2 separate regions of the Mus musculus genome follow, and region 1 is linked to region 2. Evidence: chromatin contacts called from public Hi-C data. All regions are on one chromosome and are shown on one strand. Each heading gives the region's core, a stretch centred on a gene start, on an enhancer-like site or on the middle of the called end of the contact. The rest is flanking DNA. Distances are from core to core; before and after follow the strand shown. Region 1 overlaps Fsip1 (fibrous sheath-interacting protein 1). Region 2 overlaps Gm13986 (predicted gene 13986).

Region 1 (3,462 bases), core at 533-3,032, 240 kb before region 2:
CACATATGTTTGGAGCTGTAGTCATGGCTAGTTATGAGCTGTCTGACCGAACTCTGAGAATCCAACTCTGCTCCTCTGGAAGAGCATGCATCTTTTCAGCTTGGGACGGGCTTTAATCCAGTATAACTCTGTTACACCATAGGAAAGAGGGCAGTCTTTGACTATAGCTTATGTCAATGGTGGCAGACTTGATGCTATGACTCAATTCACTCAATATCTTAAGCACCATTTCATCAGGTAAACACCAAGAAAAGTACGTTAACTGGAAGGCAAGAAGATCTACTTGTTTGAGACGGGGTTTCATCCGTATGTAGCTAGGCTGGCCTTATCCAGATCCCCCTGCCTTTCATGTCTTTTTAATGCATCATAGTTTATCTGTCATGCTGGTAGATTGCTCTATTAAAAGCCTTGTTAGTTATGGCCAGGTTTCATGAGTCCTGTTTTATCTCTGTCAGTTTACTACAGCTGGGTACCACGTAGGATGAGAGGCACATAGCAGACATCTGGGAGAGTGCATCTTCTCACCACCGATAACCCTGACACTGCCCATTCACCCGACCTACACTTTGCCTTTTTTGTTGTGGTGCTGGGTAAGGAGCTGATACCACAACTCAGCCTGTCGTGCTGTGGGGAGCCAGTTCTGCTTCCTGCTTCCTAGAGAGAGAATGATGGGAATGTACAACAAATTCTTTGTCTGAATTAGAAAATTTGTGTGTGCAACTTGTTACTGTCCTTCCACATTCCCTTTCTGTGGTTGCTTGAAGCACGCTTGTCTCTAACCATTTCCAGATGTCTGCTGGAGCTTCACCGGGGGCAAATGTGTGTTAGTATTCTTCACGTGTGCCGTGGAGGAAGGGGAATTTTGGAGCCGAATAGTCCCTTCATTAGTTTTGAAGCTTCTCTGAGAGCACCCCTTGTGAGAGATGAGTAGCTTTGGACATCTATCTTTATCTTCCCCCCTGGCATTTAGTTTTTGTTAGTTGTGTTGCAAAATCTCAGTAGAAGAAAGCAGCTGGATAGTTAGGGATCCGATGTCAGCATGTAGAGTTTAGTAAGCTTATCTGCTAAACTTTAGCTAACACCTCAGACTTGTGCACACACACACATGCACACACACACACACCAATAAAAATAAATAAAACAAATATTTTTTTAAGAATGGATATGGAAAAATAAAGCCAGCCTCCATGCTTGTCTGTAGAGCATGCATGGGTGTTTAGAGTATGCTGGTGAATAGCCAACATTTTACTGTGCATTCATTCTTTGTATTTGTGACTTCAAATAGAGAGGGTACTCTTTATACGTCACTGTGTTCTATAAGGAAGAGCCAAAAGGGCAAACCCCTGAAAATGATAGGACTCGTGTGACCCCCCCAGCATCTCCACTCCTATTGCCATAGAAAACACAGCATATCCCTTTCCAAGTGCAGCCTTTGAGAAGCCAAGATTGTAGAGCTCTGCATCCCAGCTTCTAATTTCCTTTTGTTTTTACTACCTAAGTTACACTTAGTTGAGCTCGTTTTTCCAATGACAGGCCAGACTTGTGGTTTCCTAGCTTTCTTTGCTCTCGTTGGAGAGACAGTAGAGCTATATTTAAGAGAAGGGAGTCAGAAGAATAAGTAGGAGTCTGATCTAGTTCATCACCTCCAGTGCATGTCTCCAGAATTCCTCTAGAACCCCCAGGCCTTGCAGGTTTAGCCCTGACCTCTTGGGTACAGCTTCAGCAAAAAGCAGAATACAAAGCTTTCGTCTTTAGTGTTGGTTGGGAACTAAGAGAATCTGGTACATGTTTAGCCTGAATCTTGAAGTCACCCCTCTTCCTCTTCTCCTTTCCTTTCACAATACTCAAGTTTCATGGGCTATATTTAAAATCCGAGCACTTTCGGTATCTGTTTTCAGCATGTAATGCTGAATCTTCAGTAACCTGGCATTAGTTTTTGTTTGTTTGTTTGTTTGTTTTATTTTTTTTTTTTTTATAATTTAGGGAGAAGAAAAAAGAGTGATGGGGTTTAAGACTTCTGTAAGAATGGACTCGGCTAGTCAAAGTCACATGCACATATGCAGAATAAATAGTTCAATCTTTTTGTTTCTCCAAATTTTGTTTCTTCCTAGCTCCCCTTCTCTTTCCTCACCTCTGTCCTCAGTCCTCCTTGTGGACCATGCAGCCACAGTGGTGTTTTCTGCTTTCTCACTGAGATGAAGCGGATATCAGTGTTCAGCACTAGTGTGTAGACTGATCTAAGCACTCACACAGTTTTCTAGTGAGGGGGAAAAAGTCTTTGTCCAACACGAGTAACTATTATTTCTTTGTTTGCTATATTTTCAGTTTCACATATGAGGACTACATTATGTCCCAGCTATTCCACTTCTTGTCATATACCCAAAGATTTAACATCCTGCTCCAAAGACCCTTGTTCAGCCATGTTCATTGCTACATTATTCACAGTAGCCAGGAAATGGAAGCAAATGGTCACTATTGATGAATGGGTAATAAGACATGTGGTACATATATACAATGGAGTACTATATAGCTGTAAAGAAAAAAATGGAATCATGAGATCTGCAGGTAAATGGGTGGAACTACAAAATATTATATTGAGTAAAGCAACTGTTTTTGACGTTTCTCTATGTGTAGGAAGATCAACTTGACACAAGCTATAGTTATCTGAGAAGAGATATCCAAGGTTGAGAAGATGTCTCCATAAGATTTGCCTATAGGCAAGCTGATGGGGCATTTTCTTTGTTAGCAATTGATGGGATGGTAGAAGAAAGTAGGTCGACAAAACCATGAAGAGCAAGCCAGCAAGCAGCGTTCCTCCAGAGCCTCTGCATCCACCCCTTTGCTGACTTCCCTCAGTTTTATCAGAGAGTTGTAAGCTGAAACAAGCCCTTTTCTCCTCAAGTTGCTTTTGGTTATGGTGTTTTATCATAACAATAGAAACACTATCTAATTCAATAACCAAGACCCAGAAAGACAAATGCGGCACAGCTCTGTCTTATCCGTGGTTCCTAGCTTCAGATGTGAGTTGAACACCTAGAAAGTAAAAGGGGCCTTTGGGTTTGGGACAGAGCTTGAGGGGAAGGGTGGCTAGTCAGATGTCAGACATCGGTGCTGTGAAGTGGGGGATGGGAACAATGGAATGGGGGAAGGTTGCCTGGGGAAAAGGGAGGAAGCAGGGGATAAAAATTCTTTGTTTGCTTAATGTTGTGAAATAAAATACTCTGCAGTGTTGAAATGCCAGGAATCACGAAGGCTCACCAGATCCTTAGCCTACTAGCCACATGCTTCCTTCTGTTCTCCTCCTGTTGGATTCTGATTTCATTGTTCTTCTGTCCTTTCTCCTCTTAGCTGTGCCTCTCAGAAGGCTCAGGGCTCTGACATGCTCTGCAACATGCCTTAAATCTGTTTATAGGGAAATATAGAATCAAGCGATTCTGAGAACTTTTCTCTTTTTTGATGCAC
Region 2 (3,705 bases), core at 887-3,386:
CAATCTTGATTACTAATATTAACTTTCAGATTATACATTACACATTACACAGTAATTCTGTGTCTACATAAGTATTTGTATAGGTTTCAGAATGACTATAAAGGATTAAAAGTCCATGACAGAGTTTAAGAGGTTTTAAAGGTCCTGAAGAATAGGGAGGCCGATAGAAATGCAAATAGAGTCTGTATTAATAAGATAAGGAATCTGATCTGGTCCCAGAAGGAGCTAGGGTAGCTGATGCAACTGTTGGCTGCTGGTTTCAGAGTTAGGCTGCAAGGACAGAATTGGGCTGTAGGAGTGAAATGAAGGGAAGAGCAGAAGTGCACCCACACAACTGAACAGGGAGATGGATGGGCGGCATGTTCAGACCAATAAACCAGATGATGAGCATATGGGGACTAGTCAGAAGTGTCAATGGCAAGGGCTGAGCAGAGCTGAAGTTTCTGGAAGAGTTAAGAGTTCTCTACCCATGGGTCCTTGGACCATGTGACAGGTCAGTAGAGTCATCACCAGCACAGTGACTTGCATCTTCCTCTTTGTGGGGTTCACATGAGGAGCCTCCATCCTTTCTTAGGTCTGCTCTGTCTAACCTGTTCTTGGGCCTGCTTTTCCCGGTGCGTTTTTATATACCCATGTGTACAGACCCAAGTCACCCTGACAAATATATAGGGTGGCACCCTTTCTCCTCTCAGGAAAAGTCATTGGTCAGTCTTTGCTGCATGGATGGAGTTGGACATATGATGCACCTCATACGACCACCCAGGCACAGAGTCAGCCTTCATCTTACAAATGGAGTCAGATGACACTTGTAAAATGGAGTTTCTCATGGCAAGGCACAAGTGTATATTGACTTATTCAGTACACAGTGTAAAGTAACTTAGAAAAGGGTAGATAGAGTCTCATCTCAACAATTCATTATTTTAACAAATGGTTAATAACATAAAAATCATCTGTGGCACTCTGGAAGTATAAGAATTCGGCATGGACTGGGTTAGGTCCCCCGGTGGTGCTTTGTTGATCTTCCCGTAGGGTTATCCCAACAGTAAAACTAAGATAACTTTGTTTCCATAACTGGAATTTCTTGATAGGAAATAGAGTCTACTGATGAGTTTTCCATTGAGAATATGTCTATGTCTTTATGTACTTAGGGGAAAGTCCAAGTGTTTTCTTAACTTTAGTTCTTCTTGTCATAATGAAGCCTTTGAAGAACACTGTCTTAGTAATACCTGAATATGGTAAATATGTACATAATTTAAATCAATTCTAAGAGCTATGGGAGACTGGCATCAACAGGAGAAGAATGAAGTGGCTGCCACTATATAGTTATTAGGTTGCCATCGGTCTGTACAAGTCTTTTAGCATTTGATAAGAACACTTTCCTTCATCTTAGCAAGTACAACCTAGACCCAGGACAAAGAGACTTGATAGCAATGATCTGATGGATTTTAGTGTCACCCAGACCCTCATGTGGGCTCTCTTGTTCAGGGCTTTGCTCCTGGCTTGAGTGTGTAGGAATGGATCAAGAGCTAAGGCATCTGACTTGTCTCCTTTTGGCATAACATAATTAATTATCCCACCTCTAGTTTGAAATAGAGATTACCTTGGCCTAGTTGCCATATCTATGATGGGGTGGGACTTCATGGTAATGTAGCTGTTGGTAAAGGATTACCCATGATTTGGTAAGTAACCCATAACTCATGCTCCATCAGTAAGCCCAGTGAAATCATTGGCTCACCAAGTTGGACTTTGTGGAATGGCCAGTTTGGTCTGTTGTTCATGTTCTGTCTGGTGTGAATGGATGTTTGTTCTTGTCTTCCAAGAAGAGTTAATGCAATAACATGGGATGATAGGTTTTTTGACCAATTAAAACTGTAGATCTGGAATTTCTCCCTAAGTTCTGGTTTTGGATACTATTGTTTTAAAATAATATTGAATTTGCTGAGCAGTCTACCTCAGTTTCAATAATGGGTGCTGGCTTTTAAAAAGCTTTGGTTTACGTAAGTAAAACGAAACCTAGCGGGGAAGCAGTTGCAGCAATAGATGTGGACTAGGCCAGACTATATGAAGAAAAGAAGACTCCAAGGACTGAACAATTGATACTTCCTCTTTCCAGTGGGTATAGTTACTGGCAGGGTTACAGGGTTGAGAGCATAGTGCCCCCTACTGCCCAGCAGTGGGTCTGGTCTCACAGTGATCAGCATGGTGGGCTAGTGCGTGTGATTGAAGAACTTTGTACATGCCATTTGATTCCAGATTGATTGTTGCTACAGTTCTGGGGATCCTGGAGTATGGTTACTGAAAACCTGGAGGGTGTGCAAGTGTGTGGGAAGGAGAGTAAGAAGAATCCTGGCTCACTGTCCCTCCCTTCAGTTTTCAATAGAAGCGGACAGAAATACTGATCCTCTTGTTGATGAAATACATTCTCTTGAGGCAAACATAAACACAAGCTAAAGTCATTTTGGAAAAGGGAAAGTCAACAGACAAAGTATTTCCATCAGATTGGCCTTTAGTGCATTTTCTTGATTGATAATTGATGCGGGAGGGTCCAGCTCACTGTAGGTGGTACCACCCCTGGGCTGGTGGCCCGGGGTTAAATCAGAAAGCAGGCTGAACAAGCCATGCAGAATAACCTAGGAAGCAGCACTACTCCATGGCCTCTGCATCAGTTCTGGCCTCCAGGTTCCTGCCCTGTTTGAATTTCTGTCCCAACTTCCTTCAATGATGAACAACAATATGGAAGTGTAAGCTAAACAAACCCTTTCCTCTCCAACTTGTTTTTTGTCGTGGTGTTTTGTCACAAAAGTAGAAACCCTAACTAAGACATGGTCAGTGGTTTTCCAGCACTGTCCTGAACCTCTTTGTAGGGCTGCTCTTTTGTGTGGCTATATTCTTAAGAGATTTAAGGGCAGTTTGCAGAGGTGTTTTATTTTGTTTTGTTTTGTTTTGTTTTGTTTTGTTTTGTTTGTCTTCTTTCTTTTTCCCCAATAAGTACAGATGTTAAATCCAACCTCTGAGTGAATGAGGAAAATGTGTTTTACTGAGGAAACACAAGAACTTTCTGACAGTAATAGGTTTGGGGTTGATCAGCTTAGAATAGTTATATAATGTATGATTTGTGGCAATGAAACTACTAAAATGGTGAATCATTGCATCTTAGCAGACATGCACTTAACATAATGATGTGTTTGTTCCTTCTCAGTGTTCATACATATTTGAATGAGGGACACAAATCATCACAGCTGTCAGGGATCGCATTGCAGCTGTGCCTCAGCCCGCAGGTAGGTGGAGTCTAGAGCACTGGGCCCAGGCACAGGAGGCTAAGGGCTCAGGCTGCCCTGATCATTTGTCTCTTTGCTTGATAGCCACACTTGGTTGACTCAACCATCTTTGGAAGCTCTCTTTTGTTTTTGTTTTTGTTTTTTTTGTTTTTTTGTTTTTTTTTTTTACTTGTAAAATTAGCCCATAACAATGGCCCTATAATGGTATTACCAGTGTGAATCTTATACACAAATGCTTGGGATAAAGTAAGTGTGTGATGAGTATCTGTTACAACCTTTGGATTTAGTATTCTCTTGGATTCCAAGTATACCAGAATTTACAAATCGAGATAATTCTACACAGAAGTTTTAGTACTTAATAGAGCTGAATTCTTGGAAGATGAGGTAAAAATATTACCAGAGAAATTGGGGTTCTCTCAAAAGAGAA

Evidence for each region. A called contact is a pair of places that touch in the nucleus more often than the background predicts.
Region 1: a Hi-C map of bone marrow-derived macrophages shows a contact between it and region 2, with 25 read pairs. The contact joins two enhancer-like sites. A contact is called at or near these places in 1 of 484 Hi-C or Micro-C datasets (bone marrow-derived macrophages) and 1 of 9 other capture datasets (liver).

Annotation. Positions count from the first base shown.
Region 1 is chr2:118,156,656-118,160,117 of GRCm38.p6, reverse strand. All of the region lies in intron 10 of Fsip1 (fibrous sheath-interacting protein 1), which reads left to right. Among named protein-coding and RNA genes, the nearest start is that of Thbs1, 47 kb to the right of the region's middle. Within about 2 kb of position 1,782, at least 29 of the 459 cell types and tissues checked have an H3K27ac peak or open chromatin away from gene starts, as enhancers often do. A contact at or near this core is called in bone marrow-derived macrophages, where this site is marked.
Region 2 is chr2:117,912,487-117,916,191 of GRCm38.p6, reverse strand. The region is part of intron 8 of Gm13986 (predicted gene 13986); the gene reads left to right. Among named protein-coding and RNA genes, the nearest start is that of 4930412B13Rik, 92 kb to the right of the region's middle. Within about 2 kb of position 2,136, at least 16 of the 459 cell types and tissues checked have an H3K27ac peak or open chromatin away from gene starts, as enhancers often do. A contact at or near this core is called in bone marrow-derived macrophages, where this site is marked.